2 separate regions of the Rattus norvegicus genome follow, and region 1 is linked to region 2. Evidence: chromatin contacts called from public Hi-C data. All regions are on one chromosome and are shown on one strand. Each heading gives the region's core, a stretch centred on a gene start, on an enhancer-like site or on the middle of the called end of the contact. The rest is flanking DNA. Distances are from core to core; before and after follow the strand shown. Region 1 overlaps Eml6 (EMAP like 6). Region 2 overlaps Rtn4 (reticulon 4).

What was found. Hi-C and Micro-C count contacts between places; a contact is called where the count stands out from the background.
Region 1: a Hi-C map of psoas muscle shows a contact between it and region 2, with 2.4 times the contacts expected there. The contact joins two enhancer-like sites. A contact is called at or near these places in 5 of 12 Hi-C or Micro-C datasets (the A7r5 cell line, frontal cortex, kidney and 2 more).

The regions. Positions count from the first base shown.
Region 1 is chr14:107,807,230-107,811,240 of GRCr8, reverse strand. Eml6 (EMAP like 6) reads left to right here. Exons shown (of 44, transcript XR_010057763.1): 13 at 816-922. Among named protein-coding and RNA genes, the nearest start is that of Rtn4, 160 kb to the right of the region's middle. Within about 2 kb of position 2,515, at least 6 of the 93 cell types and tissues checked have an H3K27ac peak or open chromatin away from gene starts, as enhancers often do.
Region 2 is chr14:107,677,958-107,681,686 of GRCr8, reverse strand. All of the region lies in intron 3 of Rtn4 (reticulon 4), which reads right to left. The region is part of intron 42 of Eml6 (EMAP like 6); the gene reads left to right. Among named protein-coding and RNA genes, the nearest start is that of Rtn4, 29 kb to the right of the region's middle. Within about 2 kb of position 1,341, at least 1 of the 93 cell types and tissues checked has an H3K27ac peak or open chromatin away from gene starts, as enhancers often do.

The DNA of each region.
Region 1 (4,011 bases), core at 1,266-3,765, 130 kb before region 2:
AGAAAACCAGGAAAGGGGATAACATTTAAAATATGAATTAAAATTCAATAAAAGAGAAAAAAGTAAAAAAATGGTGAAAGCACACACTCAGCCCTCGGAGAAATGGACCTACTCAGCCAGTGTGACAGTTGATAGGGAACTTCAGGGTGCCAGACAAGGGAGTCACACACAGCCTACCACATGAAGTCAGACTTTCCACCTCCATAGTGTACAGTCTTTTTATTTACATCCTTTTGAGATGTGCATTGGTATAAGCAGAAGGAAATTTACAACGATATGTGTCAATGTGCTCACCCATATGATTCTGTAAGGACTTCACCATGATAAGTGTTTGGTGGGGATGTTTAAAAATAAAGATTACCTTGATGATAGTTTTCTTTAGCCTTACCTTTTGTCTTTGTTAAACCCTATTCTTTCTGATTTTACAACGTAAGATTTAAAAATCTAGAAATCCTACTATCTAATTTTAAAAAAAGGAAAGAAAAGAAAAGGAAGCCCGGTATGGTGGCATGTGTCTGCAATGCCAGCATTTGAGAAATTGGGCTTGCTGTGGGAATTCAAGGTCATTCCTGGGGCTTGCCTTGGGTGTTCAAGTTCATCCCTAGGGTTAGGCTCTGGAGGTCAAGGTTATTATTCCTGGGGCTAGCCTCTAGAAGTCAATATTTTACTGGCTACATATCAGGTTCCTGAGTTAAATGGAAACTATGACAGAGGCTTTTTACTCTGCTTTGTTAGGGTTTAAGAAGCTACTTGAAGTGTCTCTGTGATCTTTAACATCTCAGCATTTTCTGTTCTAATGGGTTCTGTCTCTGCAGCAGGTGGTGCCGACTCTTGTAGCGAAGAATCTGACTCAGACGTCTCTGATGTTCCAGAACTGGACTCTGATATTGAACAAGAAACTCAGATCAATTATGATCGCCAGGTCAGTAAGGGGAGAATAAAAGCCTGGACCCCCATTCGATTTTAACACTGCCCAGAAAACAGATAGAGCAGAACAACAGAACAAAAATGCAGCAAAAATAAGTAAACTGCTCTTATCTTGCCTTTGGATATAGGTTAGCAATAACATTTACTACACCATTAAGTATTTACATGAAAGGCTGGAGAGATGGCTTGGTGGGTAAGAGCACTGGCTACTCTTCCATCGGGCCTGGGACTCCCTGCACCCACATAGTGACTCACGGCCATCTCTGACTCCAGTCCCAGGTGATCCTGTATCTTCTCCTACATCAGCAGGTGCCAGTCCTACATGGAATGCACAGACATGTTTGCACGCAAAACACTTTTACACATTAGATTACTTTTTAGCTAGGCAGTGGCAGCACAATCCTAAGACTCTAGAGGCAGAGGTAGGCAGATCTCTGTGAATTGGAGACTTGCCTGGTCTATTTATAGTTAGTTCCATAACAGCCACAGAGAAACCCCATCTTAAAGAGAAGGGGGGAAGAAAGGAAGAAAAATAAAAATAAAAACAACAAACGAAAATTAGTTTTTTAATTAAGTGGAAGGTAGTTGCAAAGTTTTCAGGAGAAATTCTGAGCATTTGAGCCTTTTGATTCCTATGAAGCTGTATTGTATACATACTTACATAATTATTATTTTGCAAAGAAAAATGCATCTAAAGTGCAAGTTTTTCTCATTTCCTTAGCAAATCATAAAACATGTATATTTTACCTTGAAGAATGGTAGTCTGCATGAGAGCTGTTATCTTCATTTCTTGTTCAACTTAGCCATTATCTGTTTATTTAAAGTAAACCCAATTACAGTGTTTCCAGTAAAAACCTATTCTTGTATAAAAATTGGTTAGTTGAATCCAGTTTCCCTTCCACAAAAAATAGTATCATTTTAGCAGAAAGTGGGGGGAGAGGCTGTTACAGTAGTACTTGGAAGGAATCTTGACATACATATCTATATCATGATGGTAATTGCCAGGGTTTGATTCTTCTCCCCTTGATATAGATATAGTATTTGTAGTCTATAAAAAGTAGAAGTGTTGTATAAGTAACATGTGTTAGTAGGTTTATAGGTGAAACAGATTCTATATAGAGTGAATAAGATAATGGATTCCAGATACATAACTGTCAGTGCTGCCCAGGGAGATGCACCAGATAGGTCTATGGCTGCTAACACACACCAACTGTCTTCATGTGGCTGATCCAAATCCAGGCAGGTTAGTCAAGTGGCTCGCCCACTTCCACATGGCTTTTGTTTTAAGAGAATGCTTATGTGGCCCTCTCTCTATGCACTTCTAATGTATCAGCACTGAATTTACTTCTTTTCTTGTATAGTCATTTCTTCCTAATTCTGTGTTGGAAAAGTCTGATTGGCATAAAGACAGTGCAGCTGACAGTTCAGACCAATCTCATAATTAGATCACTTTGACTGTGAACTGGTAAATGTATTGTGCAATATAAAGCAAAAAAAAATTAGGAAGGTAACCATAGCAGTGAGAATACCACAGAAACACTGAGCAATACACCCAGGAGAAATGAAGCCTAAGCAGACAGCAGAAGCTCTGGGAGGGCCGCCACTTGGTTTTGCTGGAGGGTTTTTATTTAATGTTGCTAGGAAACCGTGGTACAACATGGCTGGTGAAACTCATGCCTTGGGCTTGCTTATTATCTGTGATTCATTTTTCATTGTTTCCACACATATTGATTTACAATATTCCCAAGTTATTCCTGAGGAGAGATTTTTATTCTGTTCAACAGATGAGAAATTGAGGCCCATGATATTATAATATATGATCCTCTAAGCAGTAGAAATGTCCCAGAATTCAGTGCTCTGAGATAAGTTATTAATGCCTGATAAAAAGAATCATGCATTCGGATGAATAATTATCTTTAGAATGAGAAGAGTAGTTCCTTACATCTAAGGCATATGAAAGAACCTTCTGACTTACTTTTTGATGGCTTAGGCCATGTCCTAAAAGGAAACTTTATTATAGCTATATTTCCTCATTTTTCAGTAATGTAGTTGATCTAATTGTTGTGGGGATTTTTCCGTAATAAGCAATCTGATGCCAGTGTGAGTGGAAGAGAGATATCACTAGTGGACTGAAACTAGGACAGCTTTGATGCCTGGTCCAGTTTATATTCTCATTGATACCGTAAAACCACATGGTGGGGCAGGCAAACAATGGAGATCTCACAAAAGCAAACTCAGCAGTCAGCATGTTGTTAAGGTCAATAACGTGTGGTCTCCGGGTCATTCTGTTCCCAGTAGCAAGTGAAGTCATGCTTGGCAAAGGCACAGTACAGGCAGTGCTTAAGAAATCAATAAATCAGCATCTAAAATTGGTCTTTTCTATATTACTCTACTTCAAGATGAAATGTTTCTTTCCTGAAGATGAAGAATTACTGATAAATTGGTTTTTGGGTTTTTTAAAAATTTTTTATTAATTTTTATTTATATGAGTACACTGTAGCACACCAGAAGAGGGCATCAGATCCCATTATAGATGTTTATGAGCCACCATGTGGTTGCTGAGAATTGAACTCAGGACCTCTGGAAGAGCAGTCAATGCTCTTAACCACTGAGCCATCTCTCCAGCCCGATAAATTGGGGTTTTTTTTTACATATTAAAATAATTTTTGAAAATCAAACATGAGAAAGGTAAATAACAGATTTAATTTTTCATGTGCATTTAAACTGTAGAAAATACTCTTTTACTAGCAGTCCTTGACTCTTGGTTGAACCCATAGAGTATTTCAGACTCAGATATGCAAAATTCACAAAGCCAGAAAAGAAAGGAAACCACAAAGAAAAAGTCTAGAGAGAAAACTGAGGAAGCTCCTGCTTTACAAACATCTGAATCTTCGAAGATGTCTTGCCTTATGGAGTTAAATATATTTAATCAATAATTTGTTTTCTTTCTTACTTACTAAAACATCAACTTCATTTATTTATTTTCTGGATATAATTACTTAAGGAAGCAATAGCAATCAAGGAGGAGAGGAAACCGTTTTACATCTCTGGTATTTGAAAGATTTCGTGTTAGTTTTGCTCTAT
Region 2 (3,729 bases), core at 92-2,591:
GTGGTGGTGCTACATATAAGAAAAGCCAACACGTTATTATTTTAGTGCCTATCACACCTCTCACAAGCATACGAAGTAAATGTAAAAGCCATTAAACAGATCACACACACACACACACACACACACACACACACACACACAGCACCTTATATACACAGTTTAAGTCAACCTTGGCTATAATAAAGCACAGACGAATAATTTGGTCTCAGAACATAGCTCCAAGAATTCAAACAACACTGGCAAAATTAAATTCAACACCCGTAAGCCCAAATTCTACCAACAGAGATGAGATTAAGTTAAAAAAAAAAAAAGTAAAGAGAATTCTATTCACTGTTTAAACATTCTTCCTACAGTAAAGTATGTAATCCAGTCCTTAAGAGAAAGGATACCAGACTCAGTAGAAGTCTCAGGAGATTTAATCTTTTAACAGTACTAAGCTACTAACCACATCTACCTTTTCCCACAGTAGATATAATAAGACTATTGCTCTTTTTTTCTTAAGAGTGAGAACCAGGCGCTGGAGAGATGGCTCAGTGGTTGAGAGCACTGACTGCTCTTCCAGAGGTCCTGAGTTCAATTCCCAGCAACCACATGGTGGCTCACAGCCATGTGTAATGAGATCTGATGCTTTCTTCTGGTGTGTCTGAAGACAGCTACAGTATACTTATATATAATAAAGAAATCTTTAAAACACACACACACACACACACACACACACACACACACACACACACACACAAAAGCCTTTCTCTATTTTCTACAATGCAGTCCCGCTACTTACAAAAAAAAAAAAAAGAAAAATCTAGAAAAAGACAATGAATGAATGACCAAGTTTAAGTGAGCTTTAGCTCAATTTAGAATTAAAAACAGGTATTTTCCTAAGATTAGCAGTTCTTAAAATTGGTTAATGACAAACTCAGCCTAACTCCTCCCTAGGCTCAAGGGAAGGCTAGCATTTCAGGCACCTGGGCAGGCCCTTTGCTCCTCCCCGCTTAGCAGTAGCACATACACCTACACCTCATCCACTTCAAGCTTTCACAGAAGTTGAAATGACTTCCAGACAAGACTAGGAAGCCCTATACGAGTTCACAAGGGAAGACTGCAAGAGTCTTGAAGCATAATCAAACTGAATTTTAATGCTACTGAAACTTCTCACGAAGGTCATCTAAAGCAGTTGAACTTCCCAATCTACAAAAGCACTAGTAAAAATAGGCAATATTACACTTTCTCCTAAAATCTGACAGTCTGTAATCACTTTTTCTTCATCCTAAACAGCTTCTCTACAACCAGTCTTCTCTTGGTGAAACCACGCCCTCCTGCTCCTTCTACTGCTGTTAGAGCTAACTTCTCCTGGTACTCCACTAATGCAGGCTCGGAGCTACTGGCTTTGCTTCCCTATCTTTAGCTTTTGAAGAAGATACCCTCACTTTGCATTTGTTGTATATTCTTTATCATTGCTTGGCATTTCCATCACTTCAAAGTGTCTGGAACTCAATTTGGCCTTCAAAATGAAATCTGATGCTAAGCACAGTTGTTCATTGCGATTGTGACTTCATATAGTCCTGCAACCTATGAGAAGTATCAAATATTTCTTCACTTATTGTTCTTAAATCTGTTACTTCCTTTTCATTCCCACTTCAGATGAGGAGGTTCTGGGTGTTCTTTTGTAAAAACCGGGCATAACTACAGCCATCCCAAACTCAGGCTTTTCTCCTCCAGCTTATACTACACCACAGATGGCCTTCTGAACCAGTCATCAGTTATTACTACTTACTTAAAACATCAAACCAACACAACCTGGCCCAGAACATCTTGTCATAAAACCCCAGAGAACCTCAAAACTGGAACCCTATAAAAACTTAGAGGAAGTTTCTTACCTAGTCAAAATCAAAGCATATTAGAACTGAAGTGTGAGCCCCTAGATTGTTTTCCAAATCTGCCCAGTAATAAAATGATGACACCAGATTGCCAGACCCTATAAACTTGCTTTGATAGAATCACAGGAATCATTTTTTTTTTTTGTGAACCACAGAGAAGCTTCAGGAAATCTGACCTAGACCTTCTAACCTTCTGTCATCTTTGATCCTACAAATCTATCTTTCCACTATTATCCTATACAATCTACTCTATCCAAAATATTCTAGTCACTGTCTTGGTCCTATCTTCTTAGTGCTTACAAAGCAGGTGTGATTAGAAAGGAAGGAAAAACTACAGGGATGGGAAGAGAACAGAGCCCAACAGAGCCGCTCACCTGGTGAAGCCTCTTACCAACTAAGAATCAAGAATTCCAACAAAATTAACATTTGCAAATTCTTAGGAATCTCAACGGAAGTCCAGCTTACAAACAAAAGGGCATGTCCTAGTTCCTGGTGCAACCCTAAACTCCTGAGTTTATCTTATTAGGTTTGAGCCCATCCAAGGAACTATGAGTTCTATAATCTCATGTACAGAAAAAGTTTCTGAGCAATCCTTTGAAATGTACCTTGAGAGCCACAAAAATGCTATGCTGCTGCTAATTCCAATTCTTTGAGAACTGTGAGCACAGTATATTATATTTTCTTCCCAGGCACCTCTTTGTCTTTAATCTTTTCTTCCTACCGTATGGTCTAAATTTCTTTCCTGTACTGTCTGAAAAAGAACCTGCGGGCTGACCTGGGTTACAGTGTGGAGTTGTCTCTCTCTGCTGCTGACATCACTCTTCCATCACTCTCCCATCACTCTCCCATCACTCTCCCATCACTCTTCCATCAGTCTTCCATCACTCCTCCGTCACTCCTCCATCACTCTTCCATCACTCCTCCATCACTCTCCCATCACTCTTCCATCACTCTTCCATCACTCCTCCATCACTCTTCCATCACTCCTCCATCACTCTCCCATCACTCCTCCATCACTCTTCCATCAGTCTTCCATCACTCTTCCATCAGTCTTCCATCACTCCTCCATCACTCCTCCATCACTCCTCCATCACTCTTCCATCACTCTTCCATCAGTCTTCCATCACTCTTCCATCACTCCTCCATCACTCCTCCATCACTCTCCCACACACCTGACCTGACTCACAAGTCTTCCTTCCTTCCTTCATCTTCATCTAACTTTTCCATAGAACCTCAATAATGAAATATTATAGATTTCATTTGTCAACATATTCTGCCAATAAACAGAAAATAGTAAGACTGTAACAATACCAATTATAATACTGTTCTTTACCAAAACGACTAGATATCTAATAAGCAAAAACATTTAAAACTTCACCAAAACAAAAGCAAAGCCAAACACGAAATCAGAATTCTATTTGTTACTGGTGACAGATTTGGGAAGGGAGTCTGGGAGGACAATGCAGGTCTGGGGGACCAGGCCTGAGTCTATTATTTTAAGTTTACCCAGACACCTCAGGATAGGTTCCTTCTTCTAGGTTCCTCACTTTTTCAAAGTAAGGAAAAACTCATTCACCTCAAGCATCTCAGTGATTTCCAATTTAAATCTTACTATATATGATCTTTAGCATTAGCAGCTGATACAGAAAAACACTAAAATATAACAACACCTAGATATGGAAAAAAATAAAGTTGGTCTGACTTACTGAAACAAGCACTAAAAACAAAAGGCACTAAAAAGTATCAGCCGACCAGATTTACAAACAAATAAAGCAAGGCTCAGCAGAGAGATTCAAGAGTGATTCTCAGTTTGTTTAAGAGCCTTTAATAGTTAAATCTCTGATAAAAGGTA